Regions from separate parts of the Ovis aries genome. Here region 1 is linked to region 2. Evidence: chromatin contacts called from public Hi-C data. All regions are on one chromosome and are shown on one strand. The core of a region is the stretch at or near the end of the contact, and the rest is flanking DNA. Distances in the headings are between cores, read along the strand shown. Region 1 holds the start of SMPDL3B (sphingomyelin phosphodiesterase acid like 3B). Region 2 has its middle 47 kb from the start of EYA3.

Region 1 (7,015 bases), core at 4,310-6,809, 160 kb after region 2:
GTGAGGTTTAAAACAAGACAATATGAGAGAATGCATAAGCCCTCATCAATGCAAAGCAGCAATTTCTCTGAATTTGATCACTGGGGATCCTGCAGTTCTGCTTTCACCACGGAAGGGAGATGGGATGAGGGGGGTGGCTGTGTCCTTCTCCTGCCTGCTCCAGCACCCACTCAGCTGCTGTCCTCTGCAGGTGAAGGTCCAGGGCCAGGAACAATGTGGAGACAAATGCTGTCCTCTCCGGGCTGGTTCTACTTGAGCAGAGGGCTGGTGGGCACAGCATACCCTCTAGCTTTAATTCTGAGAGCTCAACTCTGCTTCCTGTGCCTGGGCAGGCAAAACAGTCTCTTGGCCCTCCTTCTTCACCAAGGTGTCACCAGGCTAACTTTGTACCCTGGGGACAACAGATACAGAACCCAGAGCCTAATCCCTCTGTAAGGCCCATGGAAATGTCTGAGACCTGGAAAAAATAAATGTATTGGTTCCAAAGTTCAAGGGGAAAAATCTGTGCCATCAAAACCAACAATATATTTCAAATGCAACATTTTTAAATGTCATTAAAAAGTAGGGACTTCCTAAGACTCTGAGCTCCCAATGCAGGCAGCCACGGTTCAATCCTTGGTCAAGGAATGGGATCCCACATGCCACAACCAAGAGTTCACCTGCCACAACTAAAGATCCTGCATGCTGCGACAAAGACCGCAGATCCCTTGTGCTGCAGCTAGGACCTGGGGCAGCCAAATAAATAAACACAATTAATATAGCTAATATATTTTAAAAATTATTTTTAGAAGTCATTAAAAATCATATATAATGTGAGATCTTTTTACTGATTCATGTTGGGGTGGAGGAGATGAAAAAATCATTCCTAGAGTCTAAGACAGTCTTAAAGTGTCTGAAAAGTGAGTTTGCTTATGGTCAGAGAAAAGAAGAGGAAGGCAGGAAAACACCTGCCATTTATTTAGCACCTACTGAAGGCCGGATGCTGTGCCAAGCCCTCTGCCTATGTAGCCTCACAGCAAAATGATGAAATACGTTCTATTATCATACCCATTTTACAGATGAGGAAGCTGAGCTAGTTAGTGGTAGACCTATGATTCATACTGTACTTGAAAAGAAATGATCACAGTGCACTTTGCCACTAGCTAGCCATGTGACCTTAGATATTAAAAAAAAAAAAAGGTCTCAAACTTTTATAGCACATTGCAGTGTAAGTGCATGAGCTCACCTTATTTAATCTCACCTCCTATAGTATTATCCTTATTTTACAGATAGTGAAATAGAGACTCAAGGTCACATAGATATTAAAAGGTAGTACATAGGTTTTCTGGCTTAAGGCAGTGGATTATTTTTTGAAAAGACATGCATGAAATTTGAAATCAGAGAAATCTTGTTTTGAATCCTGGGTACACTTTCAATGGCAACTTGAACAAGAGATTTCCTCAGCTGAGCCTCCGTGTCCCCATTTCTGTAAAATGGGGATAACGATACTAGTAGAAAAGGGGTGGATGGCCACGGAGTGGACAAACCAGCCTGAGTGCATAATCCCTGGGCTGCTCTGCCCCTTGGACCTCAGGTTTTCTTCTCTTCTGGAGCCTCTTTTTTCTGAAGCATAACATTTGTGTATTGCACAAAGGTTATCTGTTTTATCAGTTTTAACTGCCTATGATTCCGTGACTTATCTGTTATGCATACAACCCACCATAAAGCAACATTGGTCCCAATTTGGTGGCTCAGAGGTTAAAGTGTCTGCCTGGAATGCAGGAGACCCTGGTTTGATCCCTGGGTTGGGAAGATCCCCTGGAGAAGGAAATGGCAACCCGCTCCAGTACTCTTGCATGGAGAATCCCATGGAGGGAGGAGCCTGGTAGGCTACAGTCCATGGGGTCGCAAAGAGTCGGACACGACTGAGCGACTTTACTTACCTTACTTCAGTCCTTTGTGGGGATTTTTGCTGTTGTTGTTTTCTGCTTTGGTTTGGTTTTACAGTAGGTCCTTGTTAGTTATCTATTTTATTTTTTTTATTTTATTATTTTATATATATATATATATATATTTTTTGGCTGTGCCACACAAGATCTTAGTTCCTTGACTAGGGATCGAATTCATGACCCCTGCATTGGAAGCACAGAGCCTTAACCACTTGACTGCCAGGGAAGTCTGTGATTTTCTGTTTTAAAAACAGCAGCGTGTATATGTCAATCCCAAACTCTCAATCTATCCCCCACCCCTTTCCCCTGGTAACCATAAATCTGTTCTCTGTGAGTTTGTTCTTGTTTTGTGAATAAGTTCATTTGGACTTTTTTTTTTTTTTTTTTTTTTTAGATTTGCATACAAGCTATCAGAGAAGCAAATGGCAACCCACTCCAGTATTCTTGCCTGGAGAATCCCAGGGACAGAGGAGCCTGGTGGGCTATAGTCCATGGGATCGCAAAGAGCTGGACACAACTGAGTGACTAAATAGCAATAACAATAATAAGCTATCATTTTTGATGCTAAGCAATGATCCCAAACACTTCAGTTATAACTCCTCCTCTGTAAACCACTGCCCTACAAAACACAAAGGGTTAACTTGTTAAAACCGATCCCTTGTGTTAGCTGGAAGAAGGGATAGGCTACCCACTCCAGTATTCTTGGGCTTCCCTTGTGGCTCAGCTGGTAAAGAATCCGCCTGCAATGCGGGAGACCTGGGTTTGATCCCTGGGTTGGGAAGATCCCCTGGAGAAGGGAAAGGCTGCCCACTCCAGTATTCTGGCCTGGAGAATTCCATGGAGTATATAGCCCATGGGGTTGCAAAGAGTGAGACACGACTGAGCGCCTTTCACTTCACTTCACTTCACTTGTGTTAGCTGTGTGGATTGCCATCGCCTCACAGCAGCTCCAAGAGGCAGGCTCGTCATTCTTCAGGGAAATGTTTGCCTCCCACACTGGCTCCCACGGAAAGAACTTGTAGGCTTGTCTGCAGTTAGAGGCTGAGGGATAAATGCTGTGTAGCCTCCGGTTTGTGTGGGAGGAGATGAAACCAGCAAGTTGGCGCCCCACCCAAGTTCTTGGCTAAGGATGGTGCAGGTAGAAACTCCATGGCTTTATGCAAAGCAAGGGTGATGGCTATCTGACTGGGTGTCTCAAAAGTCTGCACTTCAGGAAGAGACTCAGATTCTGAAAAAACTGACAGGTGTTACGGAATTCTTTTTAAATTTAACTCCAGTTTTAGATTATAGATGTATACAGTCCAGAAAAGTTTGAAGGAAAGAGGGGGGAGGAAGTAGTACCCACAATCCCAAGAGGACCCATCAAAGTGTATGGTGGAAAGGTGGCTGAGTACGAACTTGGTCTCACCACTTTCCAGCTGTGGAGTTTTGTGTCCCCTCTGGGTCTCATTTTCCTCATCCACAAAATGGATATAATGGTAATAGTACCTACTTTACAGGTAAACAATCTGCCTGCAGTGCGGGAGACCCAGGTTTGATCCTTGGGTCGGGAAGATCCCCTGGAGAAGGAAATGGGAACCCACTCCAGTATTCTTACCTGGAGAATGCCATGGACACAGGAGCCTGGCAGGCTACAGTCCGTGGGGTTGCAAGAGTTGGACACAACTTAGCAACTAAACCACCACTACAAGGACTATAAAAATCAGAGGAGGTGTTTTCACTTCGTTTTTCAAATGGGTTTTAAAAGGACAATATATGTCAAGCACAAAGCATAAGCACAGTATATAGTAAGTACTCAGAAAATAAATGTTAGCTCTTCTTGACTATTTTCCTTTTTTTTTGCATGTTTTTATATACTTTTTCTTTTTCTTTTTTTTTTTTTTTTGGCTGCACCTCCTAGCTTGTGGGATCCTAGTTCCCTGACCAGGGATTGAACCCGGGCAGTGAAAGCATGGAGTTCTAACCACCAAACAGCCCACGAATTCCCTCACTTGGTGTTCTTAAAATTGTCTACAAGTTTACACATGAGCTGGCACCAGCCCCTGGCCCCACCCCCATCATCTCCCAACATCCATATCCCTCTACCCCGCCATCCCCCCATTCTCTGAGCTCCGCCATGCTGGCCTCCTGCTTTTGCTCACACATATGTCCTGTGCATCCAGCTCAGGGCCTGTGAACTTTTTGTCCTCTGTTGCTGGAATGTTCTTCTGGACATCCACATAGCTCTCTCCCATGCTGCCTTAGGTCTCTAGTCAAATACCACTTTATTTGACAGTTCTTCTCTGCTACCCCTTAAGTAATCTTTCTCCCCCATCCTCCCTACTCCTTTATTCTGCTTTGTTATTCTCCGTTACCCTTGTTATTTCCTGGAATATGTATTTCTTTGTCCATGTGTCTTTTAGTCTGTTTCTCCTGAGGTGAAGGGAGGCTTCACCAGCACTGGAATTTTGTTTCTTTTCTGCCACATCCCTGGTTCCAAGAATAGTGCATGATTCATTTTTTGGTTCAAAATAATTTTTTCTTGTCCAGGACATTTTAGTTCTTGTGTCTTGTTTTTGTTTTGAAGAACTATAAGTTCAAGCTTAGGAAAGCTCGCCTTTGTCTTAAACAAAACAACAAAGCTTTTGTATCATTTGCTAATCTAATGTCCTTTTAAGTGAGAGATGGGAGAAATCTAGCAAGGATACAATTTATACCATAAATGATGCGGATCTATGTAGTGCGTGCATGCACACTGTTGACAAAATGAAAATCTGCTGGTGGCATTTGCAGAAAAGAAACCCCTGCAGGTCTCTGGGGTTGTGGTTTATTCTCAAAGTCGTGTCTGACTCTTTGCAACCCCATGGTCTATAGCCACCAAGCTCCTCTGTCCATGGGATTCTCCAGGCAAGAATATTGGAGTGGGTTGCCATTCCCTTCTCCAGTTGCAGATTTCTAAACAACAGTGACCTCTGTTAGGAAATTCTAAAATGTGTTCCAGATCCAAAAAGGAATGAGGTTAGTAAAATGCTTCAACAGAGTTCCAATAAAATACTAGATTTGAGAGCTACTCAACCAATATTTGTTGAATGAATTCACGAATGTGCCTGCTACCTTCTACCTCTACCAGCTGGCTGGCTCTTAGACAGCTCTGAACAATGTCCATGTTCCTTCCGTGGCCAGCCATCACCTCCACTTAACAATCTTAGGCTCAAACAGCACACCCTCCACCCACTAACTCTCTCCCCCAGCCTCCCCAGCTGAGCTCCCTGTCTTGCTATTCTTAGCAACATTTTCAGCTTACCTACCTGGTGCAGCTCTGGCGACTCCCCAGGAGGCCAGGAAAATCAGCACCCCCGGCAGCCTCATCCTGGGGTTTCGTCTGATGGGAGCTTTTGTTCCAGCCACAGACTTCCTAGCTAGGTGTTGATGGTCGCGTGTCAGAGCAGAACTTCCCGTCCAGTCACCAGCTGTTTCCAGACACTCAGGGCTTCTGGCTCCTCTGGCTTTTCTTCCTTTGCCCAGGGGGGTGTGAGCAGGGTTTGCCCCGGGAGCTGCACTTGCCAGGCCTTTGGACTCTCACGTAAGAAGCAGCACCAGTCCTGCCAGTTCCTCAGAGCGTGTTGGTCAGTCCAGTCAGCAACTGGAAACTCACTCAGCCGCAGTCACCAGCCAGCAAATATCCACTTTCGGAGTTTTCATGCTGCCCCACCCCAGGAGAACAGACTGTAGAAACTGTCCGGCCTTTGCCATCAAAGGAACTTGAGTGCTTGTTGGAGACTGAGCTGCTTGACCACAAATGAACCCAGACCAAGAGTCATCTGTTCATTCACGCGGAAACCCTGTCCTGGGGAGATAAGAGTGACCCAAGGCCACCACTCTGCCCTCTAGAGGAAGAAGCAGGCCACTGGACTGCAGTTCTGCGTGACAGGTGGCTTGACAAGCCCAGAGGAGGGAGCTCACCCTCTGAGGAAACTGAGAGGGCCTCTGGGAGGAGGTGACATGGCTTCATCTCTTCGATTGTGAAAATCTGCCAACATAAACAGAAGTAGAGAGAACGATGTAAGGAGCCCCCGTATCCATCCTCCCACAAGAGCAATTATGAACTCACAGCCAATCTTACTTCATCTTTACCCCCACCCCAACCCCAAAGGATTATTTTTAAATTCCAGAGATCATATCATTTTGCCCATAAACAATGTAGTATACATTTCTAAAAGATAAGAACTTTTTTTTTTTTTAGAATTTTTTAAGAACAGCATAGAGGATCTAAAAACAATTAATAGTGTTCCTGACCCTCCTCCTTGGACTCATTTTTCTTTTTTTTTTAATTTATTTATTTTAATCCGAGGGTAATTGTTTTACACCATGGTGATGGGTTTTGCCACACATTAGTATCAATCGGCCATAGGCATACATGTATCCCCCCCTTCCTGATTCCCGCTCCCTCCTTCCTGATCCCCGCTCCCACCTTCCTCCCTTGCTGTTTGTTGTTCAGTCACTAAGCCATGTCTGACTCTGCGACTCCGTGGAGTAAAAGCATGCCAGGCTTCCCTGTCCCTCACTATCTCTCTGAGTTTGCTCAGCTTTACCAGCAGTCCTTCCAATGAATATTCAGGGTTGATTTCCTTTAGGATGGACTGGTTGGATCTCCTTGCCATCCAAGGAACTCTCAAGAGTCTTCTTCAGCACCACAATTTGAAAGAATCAATTCTTCGGCACTCAGCCTTCTTTATGGTTCAACTCTCACATCCGTACATGACTCCTGGGAATACTATAGCTTTGACTACATGGACCTTTGTCGGTAAAGTGATGTCTCTGCTTTTTAATACGCTGTCTAGGTCTGTCATAGCTTTTCCTCCAAGGAGCAGGTGTCTTTTAATTTAATAGAAATTGATAGGGGACCAGACAAGAGATTAAAGCAAGGCTTTACTGGGACTTGTGCTGCATCACGACAGAATGAAAACAAGACACGGGTGCCCTGGCTCACTCTCCCAGGAGGGTGGGCTGGTTCTTTAAGTGGGATGAGGATAGAAGCAGATGGTTGGACTGGAGGGGTAGCTTAGACGGTCTCCCCACCCCTTGGTAGGGTTGTACACAGTACCCAT
Region 2 (6,710 bases), core at 1,014-3,513:
CAACTTAAAGTTATTTATAAGACACTACTGTCCTAGAAGGTCATGGTCCATTACTGCCAAGAGGAACTTCTTTCTGGCTCTATCCCTCCTTGGGAGTCAGCCTCACTCTAGCTTCATTCTAGTTTCCCATCTCCTCCAGCCTCTCTTTAGCTTCATTCTAGTCTCCAGCAGTCTATTCCAAAACTTTCCTTACTCTACATCTTGAAATATTTTCTTCTCTGCTCTAGATTAAGCCTCAGGGTGAAACTGACCCACTGAATACTCATTAAAGCGCTCTTTAAAGGAAAACCCTGGTTGTCCAGTAGTTAAGACTAGGTACTTTTACTGCCATGGACCTAGGCTGAATCCTTGGTTGGGGAGCTGAGATTCCACAAGTTCCTTGGCATGGCAAAAAAAAAAAAAAAAAAAAAGGCCCTTGGAAACAAAGGGTACTTGACAATTATAGAGTTCTTTTTTTGTTTTTCTTTAGCAAAATTAAATTCTTCAATTGGGCTCCCTTTCCACCAGTTTTAGGAAAGTTAAAGAGAATAAATAATTCTTCTGTTCCAAGCATTATTCAGGGATTATGGGATCCCTCCCACCACTTCCAGCTACACGATCACTAGTTGTCCCCACGTGTTTGTTTGTATACACACACACACACACACACACACACACAAACACATAGGCCATGCCACGACACACGCAGGATCTTAGTTCTCTGAACAGAGATTGAACCTGAGTTCCTTGCAGTGCACAGAATCTAACCACTGGACAACCGGGGAAGTTCTATATTTTCTAGTAACAATTTTATTTGAGATAAAATTCACATGTCACAAAACTTACCATTTTGAAATGACTAATTCTGTGGGTTTTAGTACATCCATGCAAAGGTTGGCAACCGTTGTTACTAACTTCAGAACATTTTTATCACCCCCTCCCAAAAACCCTGTACCTGCTAGCAAATTCCTATTTCCCCCTCCCCCAGCCCCTGGCAAACAGTAATCTTAACAACTGATCTTAAGGTAAAACACTCCATTTTTTTACTATTAAGTACTATTGTGCTATCTGTGGGGCTTCTGTAGATGACATTCATCAAGCTAAGAAAGAGCCCTTCTATTCCTAGTTTGTTGAGTGTTGGATTTTGTTAAGTGTTGGATTTTGTCAAATTTTTTATGCATCTGTTGAGATAATCATATGTTTTTGTCCTTTATCCTGTTAATATGGCATATTACATTGACTGTTATGTAAATATGAGCATGTTTTTAACACACTCCATGTTGCTATGTTAAATCATCATATTGGCTTATAAGCTCAGGCGGTTGAACCTAATTTAAAGAAAATTTGATAGATAACAATACAGAGTTACACAATTATATGCTTGGGTACTTAGGTTACCATTTTTTTTTTTTCGCCATAGTTTTTCTGAAGGAAAATGTTCACTGTGAAAGCATATAAAATATACTTCAAAAAGATATAAAATATCTTACCAACTATCTGTTTTGGGCTTCTCTGATAGCTCAGTTGGTAAAGAATCCGCCTGCAATGCAGGAGACCCCAGTTTGATTCCTGGGTCAAGAAGATCCCCTGGAGAAGGGAAAGGCTACCCACTCAGGGATTTGGGCCTGGAGAATTCCATGGACTGTATAGTCCACGGGGTCGCAAAGAGTCAGCGAGACTGAGCGACTTTCACTATCACTACACTATCACTATCTATTGATGTCAGTCTCTCTGCGGCTGAGAAAAGCACAGCATGCATGATGACAGGTTGTCCTGGGCAAAATAGTCCCCAGTGCAAAGCCCACTGCCTCCGTGGGGCTTCTGTAAGTCACCAAGGCATCTGTGGAATATATTGCTGGCCTCTAGGGGGCAGGAGTCTCCTCTCTTGGGCTAGAAAATAGAATGAGGCTTGAATAAAGCTAACAGGTCAAGAGTCTACATTCTCCTTCCGTCTTTTCTTTTAAAAAAATTCTGTCTTCTGGGACTTCCCTGGCAGTCCAGTGGTTAAGAATCTGCCTTCCAATGCAGGGGACACGGGTTTGATCCCTGTTTGGGGAAACTAATCCCACAAGCTGTGGGGCAATTAAGCTCGTGCGTCACAACTACTGAGCCTGCACACTGCAACTAAGACCTGACACGGTCAAATAAATAAATAATTTAAAAATTCTCTTCTGGAACTTTCTGTGCTGAGAGAAGTTGTTATAGCAGATCTTGGTGCAGAGGGAGAGAGCGGTGCATTCAGCTTGGCCAGTTACCACACTGAGGACATCTATTTTTGTCTGTCCATTGCTCTTTCCTTTGGGGAACTTCCCTCCCACCCCCACCCTATGTGACACTCACAGGGCTGCCAATCATAGGACTACCTCTCTGACCACAGGAGTGACTCAACTCTGAGTCAGCTAGACTTTCTTAGGACTTTGCAACCTTGAGAGGAAACACTTGGGGATGGAAGGTAGTTGGTGCTGAATCATTTGATGTATTTACCTGGAGAAGTAGTTCTTATATGTGGTCCCTGGAACACCAGCATCAGCATCTGGGAACTTGTCAGAAATACAAATTCCCGCACCCCACCCCGCATCTTCTGAATCAGAAATTCTGGGTGGAGGCCCCAGCAATCTGTGTTTTAACAAGTCCTCCTGGTGATTCTGACCTAGAAGAGATGAGAGATTTCTGCTAGTGGGATTCCCAGAGTTGACTTGGATCTTGTCCTTCCCTAGAACTTGGCTGTAAGATCTTCCGTGGATGCTTTGATATCCTCGGTGTCCTTCTAATAAGTTTCTTTTGGGTTTTGCTGTGTTTAAGAGAGCCAGAGTTGCCTTCTGTCCAGGTTGCCTGCTTGGAACTTAAAGACTCTGACTTCTGGCCGTCTCACCTGATTCATAGCAGCACAGACCCTTCTTCAACCATGGATCTTTGCGTCATATACAAGGTTGCATTGTTCAGTTTCATTTTGGTATTTCTGTTTAGCTGCAGCCCCAATTCTAAGCCAAAACAGAGCCCAGCAGGGCTTCTGACCGAGCTCTATCAATGCCCTGCCTGTTATAGTTCAGTTGCCTTCCCCAATAACACAGGCTTTTGTATTTTCCAAGAACTGTTTATAAAAACCTCTTCTCCCATTCCTGCACTTATTTGACCCCTCTCTTCTTTCATTTTAGCTCCTAACTCCCTTTCTAACTATTAATGACAACCATTAGTATCATGCAGTTTGTTTTCTATATTAGTTGAGGGACAGAATAGCTGTTTTAATAAAGAGATTACAAATACAGAATACTTTAAAATTATATATCTTATTTAATAGTTGTTGCTCTTTTATCTCTTTAAGCCTCTGAGTGGATCAGAGTGAATTCAGAGGTAAGTGGCTCTGCCCCAGGTGTCACTGAAAGACACCAGTTCCCTCTATCCTGTTGATCTGCCTTTTCCTAGGACACTGTTATTTCTGTTTTCCTTTGTTTGTTTGTTATATATATTTTTCCTAGGACATTGCTGAAACAAGCTCTCTCTTGCTACATCTACATTCCCAGCCTGTGGGAAAGGGGGCAAAGAGGAAGTAGGTGGCTAACAATTTCCTTTTAGGACACGATGTAGATGAAGTGATGCTCAGATCATTCTAGTCACTTTGCAATGGTGAACACTTGCACGGCCACACCCATCGAGCTGCAAGGGAGGCTGGGAAATATGCTCTCGAGCTGGGCAACCCTATTCCCTGCTAGTTCTTGGGGTGAAGATTGCTTTGTTACCCGAAGAAAGAAGGAAATTATGGATAATGAAGGACAACTGGCAATTTTCTCACCTTTTCTAACCCCAAGTTTTATATTCATGTGTTGAATGCTCAGATGTCCTCATGGACTAGCAGATGATTACTGAGAGAGCAATCCACGTGTAAGACTGGAAGGAGCAGGGTGACAGTGACTGTGACGAAGTGGGCAGCACCATGTCTTGTTTAGAGGGGGCGAGAGCTAGTTGCCTACTCGATGTCCCTGATCCCTTCTTTGCAAATAGACCTCCAAGTTTGCCTGGGTAGTTGTGTAACTAGGGCATACATCATGATTTTCAAAGCCAATCATGCAATTTCTGCTTCACAGCCTCCCTCGTAGCTGTGAGTGTCCGTGTAACTCAGCCAATGAGCGAGTTAGAGAAGTATACTGGGGGACTTCTGGGAAAGCTCTTGCTTTCCTAATAAAGAGTTAGCCATGACTGGAGCTTCCCCTTAGCTGTTCTTCCTTCCTTGATAGTGCATGTGATGCCTGGAGCTGGGGCAATCATCTATGACTGTGGGGCAGCAAGGGTGAGGGGAAGGACAAAATTACTGCGGTGCTACTGAGCCAGAGAGAACCAAGGCCAGAGCTTGCCTTAGCATCTTGTTATGTGAAAACAAGCAAACAAAAATCCCAGAAACACATACCTGCTTGTTTAAGCAATTTAAAATGTTCTTTTCACATCTTTTTTGATCCACTTCCTAGAGTAATGAAAATAAAAACAAAATAAAGAAGTGTGACCCAGTTAAACTTAAAAGGTTTTACATAGCAAAAGAAACCATAACCAAAATGAAAAGACAATCCACAGAATGGGAAAAAAATATTTGTAAATGAAGCAACTGACCAGGGATTAATCTCCAAAATACAGAGACTGCTCTCATAGCTCAATATCAAAAAACCAAGCTGCCCAATCAAAAATGGGTGGGAGATCTAAAAAGACATTTCTCCTAAGGAGATATACAAATGGCTAAAAACCACATGAAAATATGCTCAATTTTTAGAGGAATGCAAATCAAATGGACTTCCCTGGTGACTCATACAGTAAGGAATCCGCCCACAATGCAGGAGACCTGGGTTCGATTCCTGGGTTAGGAAGATCCCCTGGAGAAAGAAATGGCAACCCACTCCAGTATTCTTGTCTGGAAAATTCCATGGATGGAGAAGCCTGGCAGGCCCCAGTCTGTGGGGGTCACAAAGAGTCAGACATGACTGAGTGGCTTCACAAATTAAAACTATAATGAGGTCAGAATGGCCATCATAAATACCAGAGAGGGTATGGAGAAAAGGGAATCCTCCTACACTGTTGAATGTAAATTAGTACAACCATTATGGAGAACAGTATGGAGGTTCCTTAAAAAACTTAAAATAGGGCTACCATGTGATCCAGCAATCCTATTCCTGGGCTTATATCCAGAGAAAACCATAATTTGACAAGATACATGCACCCCAATGCACACTGCAGCAAAAGACTCTGATGCTGGGAGGGACTGAGGGCAGGAGGAAAAGGGGATGACAGAGGATGAGATGGCTGGATGGCATCACTGACTCGATGGACGTGAATCTGAGTGAACTCCGGGAGTTGGTGATGGACAGGGAGGCCTGGCGTGCTGCAATTCATGAAGTCACAAAGAGTCGGACATGACTGAGCGACTGAACTGAACTGAATGTCCATCAACAGAGGAATGGGTAAATTGTACATATATACAATGGAATATTACTCAGCCATGAAAATTAAATAATGCCATTTGTAGCAACATGGACGGACCTAGAGATTGTCATACTGAGTGAAGTCAGACAGACAAATATGTGATATCACTTGTATGTGGAACCTAACAAAACAGAACTTACAAACTTATAAAACAGAAACAGAGTCACAGATGTAGAAAACAAACATATAATTACCAGGAGAGAAATGGGGGGAAGGAATAAACTGGGAGATTGGGATTGGCATATACACACTACTGTATACAAAATAGATAATTAGTAAGAACCTACTGTATAGCACAGGGAACTCTACTCAATACTCTGCAATGACTGTATGGGAAAAGACTCTAAAAAGAGTGGCTATGTGTATATGTATAATGGATTCACTTTATTGTACACCTGAAACTAACACAGCCTTGTAAATCAACTACACTCCAATAAGTTTTAAAAAATCAGTTTATCTGAACCTCATGACCATTCAAAACTGATTAAATCCTTCCAGACTTTTTCTATATGTATATTCACTTTGTAAAAATGTGAACTACATACACTATTCTGTAATCTGTAGATGTACAAAAAATACTGTGCAACATTGTACAGTATTAAAATAATTGATGCTTTTGAACTGTGGTGCTGGAGAAGACTCTTGAGAGTCCCTTGGACTGCAAGGAGATCCAACCAGTCCATCCTAAGGGAAATCAGTCCTGAATATTCATTGGAAGGACTGATGTTGAAACTGAAACTCCAATAATTTGGCCACCTCATGTGAAGAGCTGACTCATTGGAAAAGACCCTGATGCTGGGAAAGATTGAAGGTGGGAGGAGAAGGAGATGACAGAGGATGAGATGGTTGGATGGCATCACTGACTCAATGGGCATGGGTTTGAGTAAACTCCGGGAGATGGTGATGGACAGGGAGGCCTGGTGTGCTGAAGTCCATGGGGTTGCAGAGTCAGACACAACTGAGCGACTGAACTGAACTGAAACTGAAAATAATGTTCAACATTGCAAGCATATTTTCCTGTCACTTACTATTGTTCCATATTTTTCACTTTTATGACAGATTATCCACTGCAGAACCGTAGCATAATGCACTTAATCAATCTTTAATTATCACCGGACATTCAGGTAGTTTACAGGTTAGCTGTTTTTGTTTTTGAAGGGGAGGTTTGCTATTATAAACAATTCTATAGAATATTCTGGCAACTAACAAACTTCTGAATATATCCTTGTTATTATTTTTCTGATTATTTCCTTAATTTTCTAGAAATG

Evidence for each region. A called contact is a pair of places that touch in the nucleus more often than the background predicts.
Region 1: a contact with region 2 is called in a Hi-C map of hypothalamus, with 2.8 times the contacts expected there. The contact joins the promoter of SMPDL3B here to the enhancer-like site in region 2. A contact is called at or near these places in 3 of 16 Hi-C or Micro-C datasets (hypothalamus, liver and muscle).

Annotation. Positions count from the first base shown.
Region 1 is chr2:239,161,006-239,168,020 of ARS-UI_Ramb_v3.0, forward strand. It overlaps SMPDL3B (sphingomyelin phosphodiesterase acid like 3B), which reads right to left and starts at 5,560. Exons shown (of 7, transcript XM_012150886.5): 1 at 5,216-5,560. The coding sequence starts at 5,276.
Region 2 is chr2:238,999,373-239,006,082 of ARS-UI_Ramb_v3.0, forward strand. No RefSeq gene overlaps it. Among named protein-coding and RNA genes, the nearest start is that of EYA3, 47 kb to the right of the region's middle. Within about 2 kb of position 2,264, at least 21 of the 54 cell types and tissues checked have an H3K27ac peak or open chromatin away from gene starts, as enhancers often do. A contact at or near this core is called in hypothalamus and liver, where this site is marked.